Linked DNA regions of Mus musculus: regions 1 and 2 are each linked to region 3. A link is a contact called in public promoter capture Hi-C data. All regions are on one chromosome and are shown on one strand. The core of a region is the stretch at or near the end of the contact, and the rest is flanking DNA. Distances in the headings are between cores, read along the strand shown.

The links. Promoter capture Hi-C pulls out the DNA fragments that hold promoters and counts their contacts. Capture Hi-C pulls out chosen DNA fragments and counts their contacts.
Region 1: a promoter capture Hi-C map of liver shows a contact between it and region 3. The contact joins the promoter of Rnf113a2 here to the promoter of Mideas in region 3. A contact is called at or near these places in 2 of 115 datasets of contacts at active chromatin or transcription factors (the SCID.adh cell line and embryonic stem cells) and 3 of 9 other capture datasets (adipose tissue, liver and pancreatic islet).
Region 2: a contact with region 3 is called in a promoter capture Hi-C map of second pharyngeal arch cranial neural crest. The contact joins the promoter of Acot2 here to the promoter of Mideas in region 3. A contact is called at or near these places in 8 of 39 promoter capture datasets (the C10 cell line, cranial neural crest, embryonic stem cells and 5 more), 3 of 484 Hi-C or Micro-C datasets (CD4 T cells, Th1 cells and myocytes), 8 of 115 datasets of contacts at active chromatin or transcription factors (the SCID.adh cell line, bone marrow-derived macrophages, effector CD8 T cells and 5 more) and 1 of 9 other capture datasets (adipose tissue).

What each region holds. Positions count from the first base shown.
Region 1 is chr12:84,414,111-84,418,696 of GRCm38.p6, reverse strand. It overlaps Rnf113a2 (ring finger protein 113A2), which reads right to left and starts at 1,497. Exons shown (of 1, transcript NM_025525.2): 1 at 119-1,497. The coding sequence starts at 1,361. The coding sequence ends at 348. It overlaps Bbof1 (basal body orientation factor 1), which reads right to left. Exons shown (of 12, transcript NM_028377.3): 4 at 3,980-4,123.
Region 2 is chr12:83,984,836-83,989,733 of GRCm38.p6, reverse strand. It overlaps Acot2 (acyl-CoA thioesterase 2), which reads right to left and starts at 1,873. Exons shown (of 3, transcript NM_134188.3): 1 at 1,253-1,873. The coding sequence starts at 1,832. It also overlaps a transcript of Heatr4 not described here.
Region 3 is chr12:84,216,976-84,221,524 of GRCm38.p6, reverse strand. It overlaps Mideas (mitotic deacetylase associated SANT domain protein), which reads left to right and starts at 2,644. Exons shown (of 13, transcript NM_001163501.1): 1 at 2,644-2,750. It overlaps Gm46319 (synapsin-1-like), which reads right to left. Exons shown (of 3, transcript XM_030247050.1): 2 at 2,411-3,375; 3 at 1,873-2,042. The coding sequence ends at 1,961.

The sequences.
Region 1 (4,586 bases), core at 248-2,747, 200 kb before region 3:
CTAACTTTTCCCTTGAATTGTAAGTGTTCCTCAGCAGCCCTCTTTAAATAGTCTGAAATCTACCTCTCTAATAGGTGGCGGCATTGTTCTTTAAAAAAGAAAGATCACACCAGGGTACTAGAGTATGAGCTAGTTCTTTATTTAGATTCAGAAAATATAGCTATAAACAGGAGAGTTCTTTAAGTTAACTGTATTGATTCCATCTCCAGCATGTCATATAAAACAAAACTTGGATATTCTTCCTAGAAAACTTAGTATTTCTTCAACTGTGATTGCTTTGGTTTGAGATGACCAAAACAAAAAGTACTTTGAGATTTGACAATTATGGGACATCTAAGTAATGGCAATTAGATCCCATCGGCGTCTTCTGGGGTGCTGGAAGCACCACCCTCTGCTTTTCGATACTTCTCCAGTTTAGCAATCAGTTCTTTCGCAGGATTGAAAACCCCATGGGTCTGTTGCTCACAAACATAGCATCGTGGAGTGGTTCGGAAATGCTGCAGTGCACAGGTCTCACAGAAATAATGTTTACACTTGGTGACAACCGGATTCTGGAAGGTTTGGCGACAGATGAAACATTTGAATGGTATCTCCTCATCATCACTTTCTACTTCATAGTTTTCGTCTTCATACACACCGTAGCGGCCCTCATCGAGTTCACGTTCTATCTGCCATCCGTGCTTGTAATCTGAACGGTCATGGAGGAATTTGCAGCTGTCTCCAAAGCCACAGAAGCCAGTCTCCTTGTAGTCCTTACAAATATCAGGCTGGTAATCCCAGCGCACAGTAGCGCGTAGATGTTCAGGGGCTCGGATGGGGCCCTTTCTTACCATGCCAGAGGAGGCATTGCCCATGGATGTATCCTTGGGCTTCATGTATTTCTGGTAATTATTAATTCCACGATAGATTTTGTCATCCTCCTTGCCTCTCAGCTCCTCCTGGATTTTCTGACTGCGCTCAAAAATGGCCTGTGCGTCTCGTTCTTTCTCAGTGTCCAACTCGTAAACTGCTGTGGCCCCCATATCCTCGGGCCCCACCGGTTTCGCCGAGCGCGTGGACTTGTAGACGACGCCTAGACTCTCATTCCCCGCCTTCTCCTCCTCTTCGCTGCTCAGATCACAGTAGGCCCCTTTCTGTTTACCGCTGCCACTCGTCTTCTGGATCATCGGATTGTGGGCCGCCCGCTTCTTCTCCGGTCGCACAACCGAGCATCCTTCGTCGCTACTGCTTCCGCTTTCCCCAGACTCCGGGTCGCACGCCGGCCGCTTCCGACGGCCAGCACTTCCTTTCCGCCCGGGCTTTTTGAAGAGGAAGGTGCACACCTGATCCTCCGACTTTCCCTGAGAAACTTGTTCTGCCATCTTCGACTCCGGAGCGCCGAAACGGCTGGCAGTAGCTGCGGCGTGAAGGGTGGCGCGGGCTGCTGCGTCACTGCTAAGCAGCGCGGCTACGTCACTGCGGAGCTGCGAGGTGTCAGCCGCGGAGCCCGAGACCGTCACGGCGCATGCGCATGCGCCAGCTAGCCCGCTAAAGGTTTTTTTTTTTTTTTTTTTTTTTTTTTTTTTTAAAGATGAACCTAGATCTCCAATCAAGTATTGCTGTGATTCTTGAATTGCAACGAATACAAAACTCCCGCCTCAAATAATTTAGTCTATTAGGGAGAAGGTAAATCAGGATGTGTTCTGTACCAAATCCCATGGAAAGGTACAAGGAGTCATTAAACAGAACTCTGGGGAAAGACCACGAGGAGAAAGTGCATTAAATGATGTAAGCCTTTAAATGCTAGGAGAAAATTTAATAGATAAAGATCTATCCGCTATTTATTGATAATAAAAGAGATATTCTGAACAAAACAAAAACAACAAAAAACCAAAGGCTGGGAGTGTAGCTTAGTGGTAGATTGATTTCTTAAGCATACCCAAAGGCTCTGGGCTCAAGCACCAAAACAGAAAATAAAGAAGACTTCAAAGTTACATGAATATCCAATTTGGGTAAACTAAAGGGTTAAAAGGCCGTGTATTGGTGTAAGTGTAGTGTTATAAAAGATTATAACTCGATATGGGTAAATTTAACTTACACACTAAACTGTCTAAACAATATGCTGTTTACAGCTGAGAAACATAGAAGATTCTTGAGGGAAGTGAACAGAACATTTTAATTCCAGTGCTTGGGAGGCAGAGGCAAGAGAATCAGGAGCTCAGAGCTAGCCTGGGCTACAGGAGACCCTCCTCAAAATAAAATTAGGATGGGGGCTTGGAGAGATGATTCAGCAATTAAGAGCGTGTATAGGTCTTGCAGAAGACCAGAGTTCAGTTTCCAGTCCCCACATCAGTCAGCTAACAACTGCTTATAGCTCCGGCTCCAGAGGATCCAGTCTCCAGAGGATTCTGGCCTCTGCCTGTACATGAACACACATGTATACCCCACCCCCCAACACCCATGCACATAATTAAAGATAAAATCTTTGAGACAAAAAGAATAAAAACCAAATAAAGATGGGGAGGCTTGTGTCTGTAATCTCAGCACTGTGAGGCTAAGACAGAAGTGGTGTTTCAATTATGAGGCCAGACTGGGCATACGAAAAGAACGCAGCCAGCTGTTATAACAGGAGGGAGTTTCAAGCAACCAAAATGCATAAATATTCCTATTGCAGCTGTGTATACTTAGGGGTATAAGGGTGTGTGGTTTTAAAGTATGCTTGCAATTCTTTGACACTATCTTCAAATGACAGAACCTAATTTCCACCCTTAGAATGTGGACCAGATTTAGAGACTTGGTTCCAAATAATAGTCTATGGGAGAAATGTTGCGGTGCCACTTGCAAGGATAGGGATACAGGTCAGGATAGAATGCGTTCATAGCACACACGAGGGCCCGGGAACGAAAACACACACACACACACACACACACACACTCTCTCTCTCTCTCTCTCTCTCTCTCTCTCTCTCACACACACACACACACACACTCTCTCTCTTTCTCTCTCTCTCTCTCCCTCTCCCTCTCCCTCTTCCTCTCATACTCTCTCTCTCTCTCTCTCTCTCTCTCTCTCTCACACACACACACACACACACACACACACACACACAGAGGATAGCTTCTGCCCAGCTCTTGAATTCTTGAAGTTTTCACTCTCAGCGTCATCTGACATATAACAGGAACACTCAAGCAAGTTCCTGAGGGGCCCAGGGGAACAGTGCTGAGGCCTGCCACCCATCACTAGCAACACCTGCTCAGCCATATGACACAGGCATAAGCTTTAATTGGGCATTCAGATGACTCTGAATGCAGCTATACCATGGAAATCAGCAAATAGTATGAAACAGGCCTTTCAGGAAAATTCATGGATCCCTCTCTATACAGGCTTCTAGGTTTTTTTTTCCCTCAAATTGTCCCTCTTCATCCCAAACACACTGTCCAGTAGAATTCTTCTACCTACCCACTGATAGTTCCTAAGAACTGGGGGGGGGGGGCTTCAATTCAAATCAAAGGTTCATCTTCTGACTAACATGGAGAGGTGTGTTGGCTAAGACTGACAAGCACACAAAGAAATTAATGCCTAGGAAAAGATCATTATCAGGCAGGTGAACTGAATCAACAGATAAAGGTGTTTGCCACCAAGCCTGACCACCTAAGTTTGATCTCTGGAACACAGCAGAAGGAAAGAACTGACTCTACAAGATGGCCTTCTCTGACCTACACATGGATGTACCCCACAAACACATTTAGAAAATAGATATGTGGATAAACAGAAAACAGAAAACGAGGGCCGGACATGGTGTCCCAGGCCTTTAATCCCAGCATTCGGTGGTTTAACCTTCAGTAAATGTAGTTCCAGGGGATCCAGCATCCTTGTCTGGCTTCCTCCAGCACCAGAAATGCAAGTGTACTTACATACATGCAAGCAAAACATGCGCACATATAAAATAAAAATAAATCTTTTTTTTTAAAAGAGGAGAAATGAAGAAACAGAAACTTACATCATCTAATTCTTTCTCCACTTGTATTTTTCTCTTCTGGAATTGTTTTATTGTCTTTAGCTCTGTCTGAATCATGCCGATTTCCTTGGCTTTTTGATGAAACTGTCCCTCCAACTCACTCACTTGCAGAGCATACTTTTGTTCCTGTATTCAAAAAAACAAGAAAGTTAATGAGTTAGAAAAAAACAAGTGTTCTTTACAGCCATGCTTTATTTAAGGCCTGAGCCATTTGTACAACTTCTTAAAAGAACTGCCCTTCTTTATGTTGCATAAAGCTATAATTTTTGCATGAAATTTCAATTCCTGTAAAATGATACCAACAGCCTTAAATAAGAAACAAATTCTAGACTTTTTTTTCTTTTTTTTTTTTGTCTGTGTGGCTCTGTGAGTTGAATGTGTGGTTAGCAGGTAAAACCCTAGGTTCAGTCTCTAGCAACAAACAAACAATTTTGGACTCTTTCCAGTAATCTAAACCAAATTAAAACCCCTCTAAGGAAATAAAACCCAAACCAATTAAGAGTCCTCTAAAGCTCACAGCTTCTGTGTTTGGTAGCACAATCCTACAGAAAGGAGTTTCATATTAAATTTAAGACAGGCCCTTCCCGGG
Region 2 (4,898 bases), core at 624-3,123, 230 kb after region 3:
GAATTCATGCCCTAAACATTTTTTTCCCATTCGTATAAAGAGGCTTGTCAGGGCTAGAGAGATGGCTCAGCGGTTAAGAGCACTGACTGTTCTTTTTCCAGAGGCCCTGGGTTCAGTTCCCAGCAACCACATGGTGGCTCACAACCATGTGATGGGATCTGATGCCCTCTTCTGGTGCATCTGAAGACAGCTACAGTGGACTTATATAAATAAAATAAGTAAGTCTTTGAAAAAAGAGGCTTGTCTTCCACATGACCAATTTAAACAAGAACAGAGCAAACACTGGGCCAGCACCTGCTCACGAACAGATGCATACTAAGATAGAAGGGGCCCTTGAAAATTCCTTCTTCATCATGCCCATGGGTGTGTGTGTACCTCTCTTTAACCACTTTTAGTTGTCATTTAAATATTTTGTTGATTTTGCTTACTTAGCCATTTTTGTTGTTGTTATTTTGAGGCAAGACCATCTAATATACCGGTATAACCCAGTAAGGCTCTGTAGCCAACAATGAACGAGAGCTTCTGGTTCTCCCACCTCGACCTGTGGGTGCTGGGATTGCAGTGCTGTGCCTTCTTGCCAGGTTTACCCTGTGCTGGGGATAGCACCCAGTACTACTCCAAGCAAGCACTCTACCAACGGAGCCACACCCTCTAGCCCAAGTGTATGAAGCTTGTCTCAATGTCAGAATACTAATGGCTTCTCCTGAGAGTTCTTTCCCCCATCACTGCCTGAGAGTTCTGTTGATTCTCCTGCCTCCTTTGCTGGAACCTCCATATGCAGCTAAAAACCAAGAAAAATTAAAAATATTGGAAACTTCGTAGAAGAGTGCTTGCCAAGTTTGAGTTCCCACACTGCCACAAGAAAAGACAGAAGACATTCTAAAAGAACATTAGGGGATGTGGGTGTAACACTGCGGACTTTATTATTAGGAGCCTCTCCCCTTGTCTTATGATGCCCTTTTAATTTAGCAGCGGAATTGAAGGACCAGCTTCAGGCAAACAGCATCACTATAACAGGCTTCTTCCGGTCCAGTCCAGTCCAGTCCAGTCCTATCTCCTTCCCACCAAGTCCTAGATCATTTGGAGCTACCCTTTTCTTCACTTCTGAGTTCGAGGCCAGCCTGGTCTAGAGTGAGTTCCAGGACAGCCAGGGCTATACAAGAAACCCTGTCTCAAAAAAAACCAAAAGCAAACAAACAAACAAACACCCACAGGGAACTTTGAGCAAAGGGAAATGTGGAGGGCTGCTCACCTGGGGGCAGGAAGAGCGTGGCGCGCACCCGGCCCTCTCGTACGGGCACGCGCCGCACCCCGGGAGCCAAGAAGTGACGCTCGTGCACCGCCTGCGCCAGCCGCTGCCCGCCATCGGGCTCGTGTCCGTCCAGCACCTCCAGCTCCACCAAGAAGGGCGTCTGCACGTCGCGCTTGATCAGGCGCCAGAGAGGCCGTTCGGGCTCCATGGCCCAGAGCAGCCCCATGGGCTCGAGCCCCGAGAAGCTGCCGCCCAGCGCGGGCGCGCGCGCCAGGTTCAGCTCGCCGCCAGCGTCGGCGCGGTAGCGCGCGTGGGCTCGGAAGAGCGCGCCCTTCTCGTCGCGCAAGGCAGAGCGCAGCGTGACGGGCTGCTCGGGGGCCAGGCCGCGCACGGCGATGCTCAGCGGCTCGTCCCAGCAGCTGCGGCCCTCGGGCTCTACGCTCAGCGTCGCATTTGTCCGCGCCCAAGTGGTCCGGCCACCAGTGCTGAGCGGCGGAGGTACAAACAGCCGCGCCCAGCTCTTCCAATCCTGTTGGCACAACCTGCTTGCTCTCAGGACAGCGAAAGACGAGGCCACCATTTTGCGTCGTTGACTTCAGCCCTCGGTTCCGCAGAGAAAGTTAAGAGATCCTCTAGTGGCCAGCTGCCTGCCTGCAGTCCTTAGACTGAGCTGTGTGCTTGCTGAGCTGGGAGGATCACAGAGCAAAGCAAGCAACAAAAGCAAAAGTAGTAGTGACGCTTTGACTAAGGCGTCTGTGCGTTAAGACTCCGTTATATCCGGAACCTAGCACTGTTTTTCAGGTGCTCTTTACCCCATGAAAAGTGGGCTGGACCAGGGCTCGCTCTTAAAAGCCTCTCACCCAATGAAACCTCCAGTCGCCAAATTCCTAAGGTTGCAGAGTCAAGAATGTGAGATTGCAATTGAGTTTCATCACGTCCTAGAGTAATAGACACTCGTTACTAATCTTAGGACTGTTCTTTCAAAAACGTGCATCATGATATTTTGTTTGTGTGCTGTTTGCGCGTGCTTAGTCTACACATTAATGTCCATGTCCAATGGCCTTAATGTCTCATGGGCTGTGTGACCCTTTACCTACATTCCACACTCGTGTAAAAATAGTCAAATGATGTCATAGTTTACATTGAGCTCGTCTTTTGACCCTCTAGGCAAACACTTTTTCCTACTCATCCCGGATTTTACACATTTCCCAAGTGTTATATAAGCTATTGCTTCCAATCAGTGATTTTTTTTTCTTCCAAGGCCTTAAACCTTACAAGGATTATTGCACATCTTTATTATTACAGAAACCTGAGACTATATAAGTTGTATTTGTCTCTGTTCCTAAGAAGACAACTGTGTTAGATTTTGTTTACTTGACCCAAACTAGAAACACCTTGGAATAGGCAGGGATCCTCACTTGGGGCAATGCCTGTATCATATTGGCCTATGTGTCACTGATGGTTTGTGTGGGAGGACCTAGCCCACTGCGGGAGGTTCCACGCTGGGCAGGTCAGCTAGATTTTATTAGAAAGCTGGGGGTGGGGATGGGGCCTGGAGAATTAGCTCAGAGGTTAAAAGTACAGGCTGTTCTTCCGAAGGACTTGAACTCATTTCCCTCAGCCATAAGGGAGCTCACAGCATTCTGCAAGTTCAACTCTAGGGATCAGAGACATACAAACGGTGTGTGTGTGTGTGTGTGTGTGTGTGTGTGTGTAGGGAAACAAGTCATTGCTCCCCTGTGGTTCACGCCCCCTGCTTGAGTTGCTGTTTGACTTTCCTCAGGAAATGAATGCCAAATACACCTTTTCCTCCGCTAGCTGTTTTTGGTCGGAGTTTTATCACACTTATAGAAAAAGCAGGCTAGGGTATCTACCTTGAAGATCTTGCCCAGGCAAAACTTTTCACCGAGTTTCAAATGACCTCGCACCGCACTGGTCATGGAACTTGGAAATAACTGTTTTTGTATTGCTACTATGGATTCTTCAACCTTATTTTGTGCATCCAGTCCCAGGAACCAAAAAAAGTAAATAATAATAATAGCTTATTTTTAATCCTAATAAGAACCCTATTTGGTGAACAATTAGAACCAGAGAGCCTGATTTGCTAAGGCACACACAGCTAGGCAACTGGAAATGCTGGATTCTACACCTTAGGGCACCATTCCCTGCCTATAAGGACCTTTAAATTCTTTAAGTGCCTCTCATGCAATGATGTCCTATATTGAGAAGAGAATTTAGAAAATGCACTCAAATACCTCCCCTCCACACCCAGCAATCTGTTAAAAAAAAGAAAAAAAAAAAAAAGACTATCATTCTGGTCTAAGACTACCTGTTAAAGGCAGTGCCCGGGAATGAGTTGTTGCAGCAGTGCTTGTAACACTCCAAGGTCCCTAACCATGTTTACTATGACATGCTGGGCAGCCAGACTATATGATTAAAATGAAGTATTAAAACTACAATAAAAAGCCAGGTACACTGGCTCATATCTGTAGTCCCAGCAGAGGCAGGAGAATCACTGCAAGTTCAAGGTCAGCCTGGGCTCCACAGCGAGCGCCAGGACAGCCAGGAGTACTTAGACAGCCCTTGTCTTTTAAAAATAATAATACCTCTAATCCCAGCACTTGGGAGGCAGAGGCAGGCAGATTTCTGAGTTTGAGGACAGCCTGGTCTACAGAGTGAGTTCTAGGACAGCCAGGGCTACACAGAGAAACCCTGTCTTGAAAAACCAGAAGAAGAAGAAGAAGAAGAAGAAGAAGAAGAAGAAGAAGAAGAAGAAGAAGAAGAAGAAGAAATAAGAGAAAAAGAATTTTAATTTATTTTGTTATGAAAGCTTATTAACTCAAAAGGATTGGTTTTTTTAAAAAAATGTGTATCTAAGCATCAGTAATGTCATATTTATAGCACACTTCATTAAATAATTTAACAAAACACTAAGTACTAAATGGATCCTGCTAATTTTGAAAGCTTAAGTACAACTGAAGAAGAAAAAGGACGGTAACACATGAATATTACACACTGAGTCTATTAGACAAGGCTGGACCTGGAAGTCTTCCTGTTGTTGGGACAAAGTAATTTTCCAAGCAGATGCCTGAAGACCAGCACTTCTACAGACTTGAAGTTGAGCTATCTGACGTACAAGATTTGAAGAAAGCACTTGTAAACAGAAACCACACAAAACAATGTCATTACCCCGTCATCCAGCCAGGACTTGGGGCACAGCTGGACTGGGGGAGGGGTGGTAGCAGAGGTGGTAAGAGGGGGATGGACCAGACCTGGGATACAGCTTTATCTCATCACTCATGCTACCTGCCTGGTAATCTGGAAAATGCCAGAGTTACGTATCCAGGTGTTCTGTGGTTGGCTCTTCTTGGTAGGATATAAGGGCTCCTGGGGGGGGGGGGGCGTGAACCTGTATAGACCTAGAGGGGTTTGTTGTAACAAATGGCCAGGAAATCCAGTGAGCTGCCAATCAACAAATATGAAACAATTTCTCAAAGTTCAGTTTACAAAGAAGGAGATTTGACAAGTAATTGAAGGTGTACTCCGCCAGAACCCACAGCTTCTGTGAATGGAATTTGGAATTCTGATGACTTGGTTGCTTGGTGACCACCTGGCAGCTTTGGAACCTAAGCAACTAAGGAATCTT
Region 3 (4,549 bases), core at 1,395-3,894:
TTACCATCATCGCACACGTGAGGTTGTCCTTAGGCCCCCCACTGTCTTATGTGCTGGCTTTTATGTTAGAAATCTGCAGCTGTTCGACAACTACCCTAGAAGAGCAGCATGGCTGGGGATGCCGTAGTAGTTCAGTGTTTGAGATCCTTGCTTAGCATGCACAAGGGACTGGGTTCAGTCTGTAAGTAACACACGCACACACATCCTCACAAACAGATCGGCTTGAGATAACAAACATTTCTCATTGTTTTTACCATTTCTGTGAGTCAGGCATCCAGGTAGCTTAGCTGGGACAGGTTATTGGGTTTTGGTGGTGTGGTGGCGGGTGTTTGTTTGTTTTCTTTTTTTCAAAGAGACAGGGTTTCTTTGTGTAGCTTTGGCTGTCCTAGAACTAGCTTTGTAGACTCCGCCTACCTAAAGCCATGCGCCGTCACCTCCACTGCTGTTGCTATTGAGATTACTGTTAAACTGATTCCTGGGCTAAGAGACTTTGGAAGGCTTGGATAACATGGGATATGAGCGAGACATCCCTTTCCAATCTCACTCAAATGGTTGTTGGTAGGTCTCTCACTTCCTTTGCCAAGGGCTGTCTAAGAACACGATGGTTGTCTTCCCTTCCTTGCAAGGAGCAAGGTAGACTGAGACACAGAGACAACCCAAGCTGCAAGCCATAGCTTTCTCTATAACCCAGTCTCACAGATGACATCACATTTCTTTTGCCGTATTCTGTTTGTTAGAACTGAGTCAGTAGAGTTAGGGACGAGAGCTTGTGTAAGGGTGTGAACGCCAGGCGGCAGAGATCATTGGCAGGGAGCTGTCTACCACATCCTCCACACAGGGTCCTGAGACTTCCAGCAAATGCCACACTAGGCAAGGACAAAGCATTGTGTATGTGCTGATGTGAATGTCAGGCCTTCACACATTGTGGGCTCTGCTAATTACTCCTGGGCATGCAGAAACACTGAATATTCATGAAGTTACCACAGAGGATTTAGAATTACAATACTGAACAACAACAACAAAAAAATACTCCATTCCAGTCTTAGCAAATACGGAGTAACACTGTTTTCTTCAGAAGCCTGGTCATTGCTGTAAGGAATTACTTCTATTCCAAAATCAAAATGAGGAGTACCTCCGCCATACCTTCACTCCATCATATGATGAAATAATAAAATGTCAAAGAGTTATACTTAAGTCTATAACATACTTACTTCTTAAGACAATATTATTTTCCATTCACTGCACTTTTTGTGTTTGTAATGTAATAGTAATGTCTCGGTAAAAGGCAGACCCCAGTGCACTGGTAGCTGCAAGATGAAGGAATTCACGCTGCCAGGAGAGCTTGGGTCAGGGTCTACATGCTTCTCATCTTTGGGTGAGCCTGTGGCTTCTCTTGAGGTATTAAGCAGACTTGGGGTGAGGGTATCCCCACATGTTGTTTTCCATTAATCTTACATCACCTTTGACACAAAACCTGTACTCAAGCAGAGGGCTTTCTGGGCTTCAATGAGGAGATGGGAGGTCTGGGAGATATTATCAGGCCAATGTGTTAGTAGGAGTAGTTTGGAAGTGGGAAAGGGAAAATTTTGTCCAGCTTAAGTGGACGTCTCTGAATGGCCTTTTATGGGTCCCTGTTTTCCAGAGCAAGCTTCTGCCTCACTAAACGTTTCTGTTAGGAAAACCTTGCCCTGCAGTTTTGGCTGTCTCCTCCCCCCCCCCCCCCCCCCCCCACACACACACACAGCAAAGGCTAGCCTAGTCCTCTCTCCAACCTAAGGGAATTAGGAGTCTTTCTTTGGGCACTGCTGTGTAACTGCTTTCTTACTGGTCGCCAGAGGCTCAAAAGGCAGCTCTCTGTTGATGTTAGTTTTAATACGCCGAGAAAATTTATTTTGGGCAGTGATAAACTTCAAAATTACTATTGCCTGAAGCTCCTGCGTCCAGGATCCACCTTGTAAAATCACTTCTGGCTAATGATGACACCCGAACGCACCAGGCTCCAGAGATTCTGAGACTTGAGTGCACAAGGAAGAGGTGGGGATCTGAGAAGAAAGGGAACAGAACGACTATTTCCCAGACCCGACGTGGGTGATGACATAGTTCCTGAAATACAATGCATGGTAACATCGTGTACAAGTGCCACCCGGGGAAAGCCACTGACAACTGTGCAGACCTGTAAGGGACATGAGGACGGGAGATTGGAGTTTGGCCTAGCATTATTCAGGGAAATAGTACACTGCTTTCACACATGTCCTCTCTAGTCCAAATAACAAATGAAATGAAAACCTTTATTATCTCTCCCCTCTCTCCCGACTGTATGTGTGCGCGCGCGTGCGTGGGAGGAGGAATGTAGGTGGGGGACTTTTTCCCCTAGGGTCCCTTGAACTCAGCCCCTAGGCTCCAACGCCACCTTTTAGACTCAAGGGAGAGCAGGAAGTCTCCGATCGCACTTTCCCCAAGAGCAGAGTGAGGGTAGGGACGAAGCTTCCACAGCCGCTGCAGCACCGGGAACCGAGGGTCTGGCTGGGGGCCGCGCGGAGGCGCGCGGAGCCGGGGCGCGGGCGGGGCAGGAGGCTGCAGAGCCCTGCGCGCCGCCGCGCGAGCTGCTGGGTCACAGCCGGGACCGCGCCGCCTGCTCGGCGAGGAAGTGACGACTGCGCCGTCCCGAGAGCAACAAAGTTTGAGTCTGCTGGTCGCGCTCGAATTGCGTCCCGCGCCCCCTCGGAGCTGCCCAGGGATCCAGCGTGCAGGTGAGTCGCGGGAGCCTGGTGGCCTTCCCGCCGTGGGGGGCGCCGACGTGGAGCTCGGGGCGGGAGGGGGGATCCGGAATTCGTTGGGGTTCGGCGGCGCGGGCCGGGTCGTGGGACGCTGGGAGTGGGGGTGCAGGAGAGGGACAGGGTGGCGGAGATCTCGGCCGGTGTTGCGCCCCTGAGGTGGTTGTTTTGACTCGGGACTTAGACCGGCCTGGCTGCAGCCTAGCCCTCTCAGGGAGCCACCCCTGAGCGCAGCGATGCCGGGAAGGGGCCTCCCCGGACCTGCGACCGGAGCCAGCCCTACACCCCGCGCCCCATCTCTTCGGGTTGCGTGCAGCTGCTTTTCCAGCCCTTCCCGGTGTTTCCCCGGGAAACGTTCCCTTCCTCTACGCCGCCCTCCACCAGGTTTCAGGAAGGAAGTTACAGGAACTTTCCCTCTACTTTTGTTTGCTCGGCCTTGCAGTGACGAAGAGCAGAGCAACTCAGAAGTTTGGGTCAACAGCCCTATCCATTTCCAACCAGCAAAACCCGAGTTGTCCCCCAGGCCTCCTTGAAACGAGCCCCTCCCGACTCTACACTTTTCCTCCCTCCCTCCCAAGCCCCGAACCCAACAGTAAGCTCTCTAAGGCCTAACACTTTGCAATTTAGCCATAAAAACTGTCAGCACACCCACGTACATATGTGAGTGTTTTCTATATAAAACCCAGAAAGCCGCTTCCAGTGGACTCCGTGGCATCTTGTTCTTTTCTGTGTTCTAAAACGGCTAGGGCTGCAGGAGTTTGCCTGGGAACTTTGATGATGGTTCCCCGCCGCCCGCCCTCGGTAGCCTCGTGCTTCTGGGTCTTTAAAGAACAGCTGAGAAGTTTATGACATCTTTGCATAGTTGCAGGGGTCTTGGCGTGGCCCAGCAGCTGGCGCCAGGGCTCCTTGGTTTGTGCCTGAAGCTGTAGCAGCGGCGGGGACAGGGCGATGTGTGCAGGAATGTGTGTACAGGCCGTGGACAGTTGGAGATGGGATGTCTAGAGCTTGAATAGTGCAGTCCCTAGCAGCAGCTTTCTGCCGGTCTGTAATTACTGCGTGATTGCACAGTCAGGCTTTGTTGGCGTGGATGTTTATACACACGCTATTGTGCAAGCTCTTGGTGGTGGTGAACAAAACGCAGATTTGCATTGCAAATGCTTAGGACAGATCTGGGCCTGAACTGCTGTTCTCGAATTCTTCTTACCCTTTAACTTTTGCTGGATGGTTGTTTCCTTGCCTCTCCCTTAACCTCCGACAGCTTGCTGATCTCCTGAGAGTCTGGCTACTCAGGAAAGCAGTCTCTCTTTACTATTTACTACAGAATAAATATCTTAGGCAGCCTGAGCATTGTGCCAAGAACTGTACCTTCACTTGTCCTGAGAAAATGTGGGATGACGTCAGCAGGAAAAGGAGATAGGAGATGACTGTCCAATCCTGTCTTCACGGAAGGGCTGTTTGAATGAGCAGAATTGCAGGATTGGGGCTAGCTATAAAGAGGAGTCACAGGTCATGTATGTCTGAGCTGGCCGGGCAGACTTTGAGCCTTGAAGGATCAGCTGCAGACATTTAGGTGGGTCCTAATTCCTTTATTGTGTTCTGGGCAAAGGGGAAGCATGCTTAGTGGGTAAAGGAAATGTGCCAGGCTCTGAGACTATGTGTCTGTGTGGCCGATGGGTGTGGGGTTGAGGGTGACTCACATGTTTTCTGTAGTGTGGTCCCTACACCTACTTCCCTAGTACTGTCTACAGGGACAGGGGTCTTCATATCTATCCAAA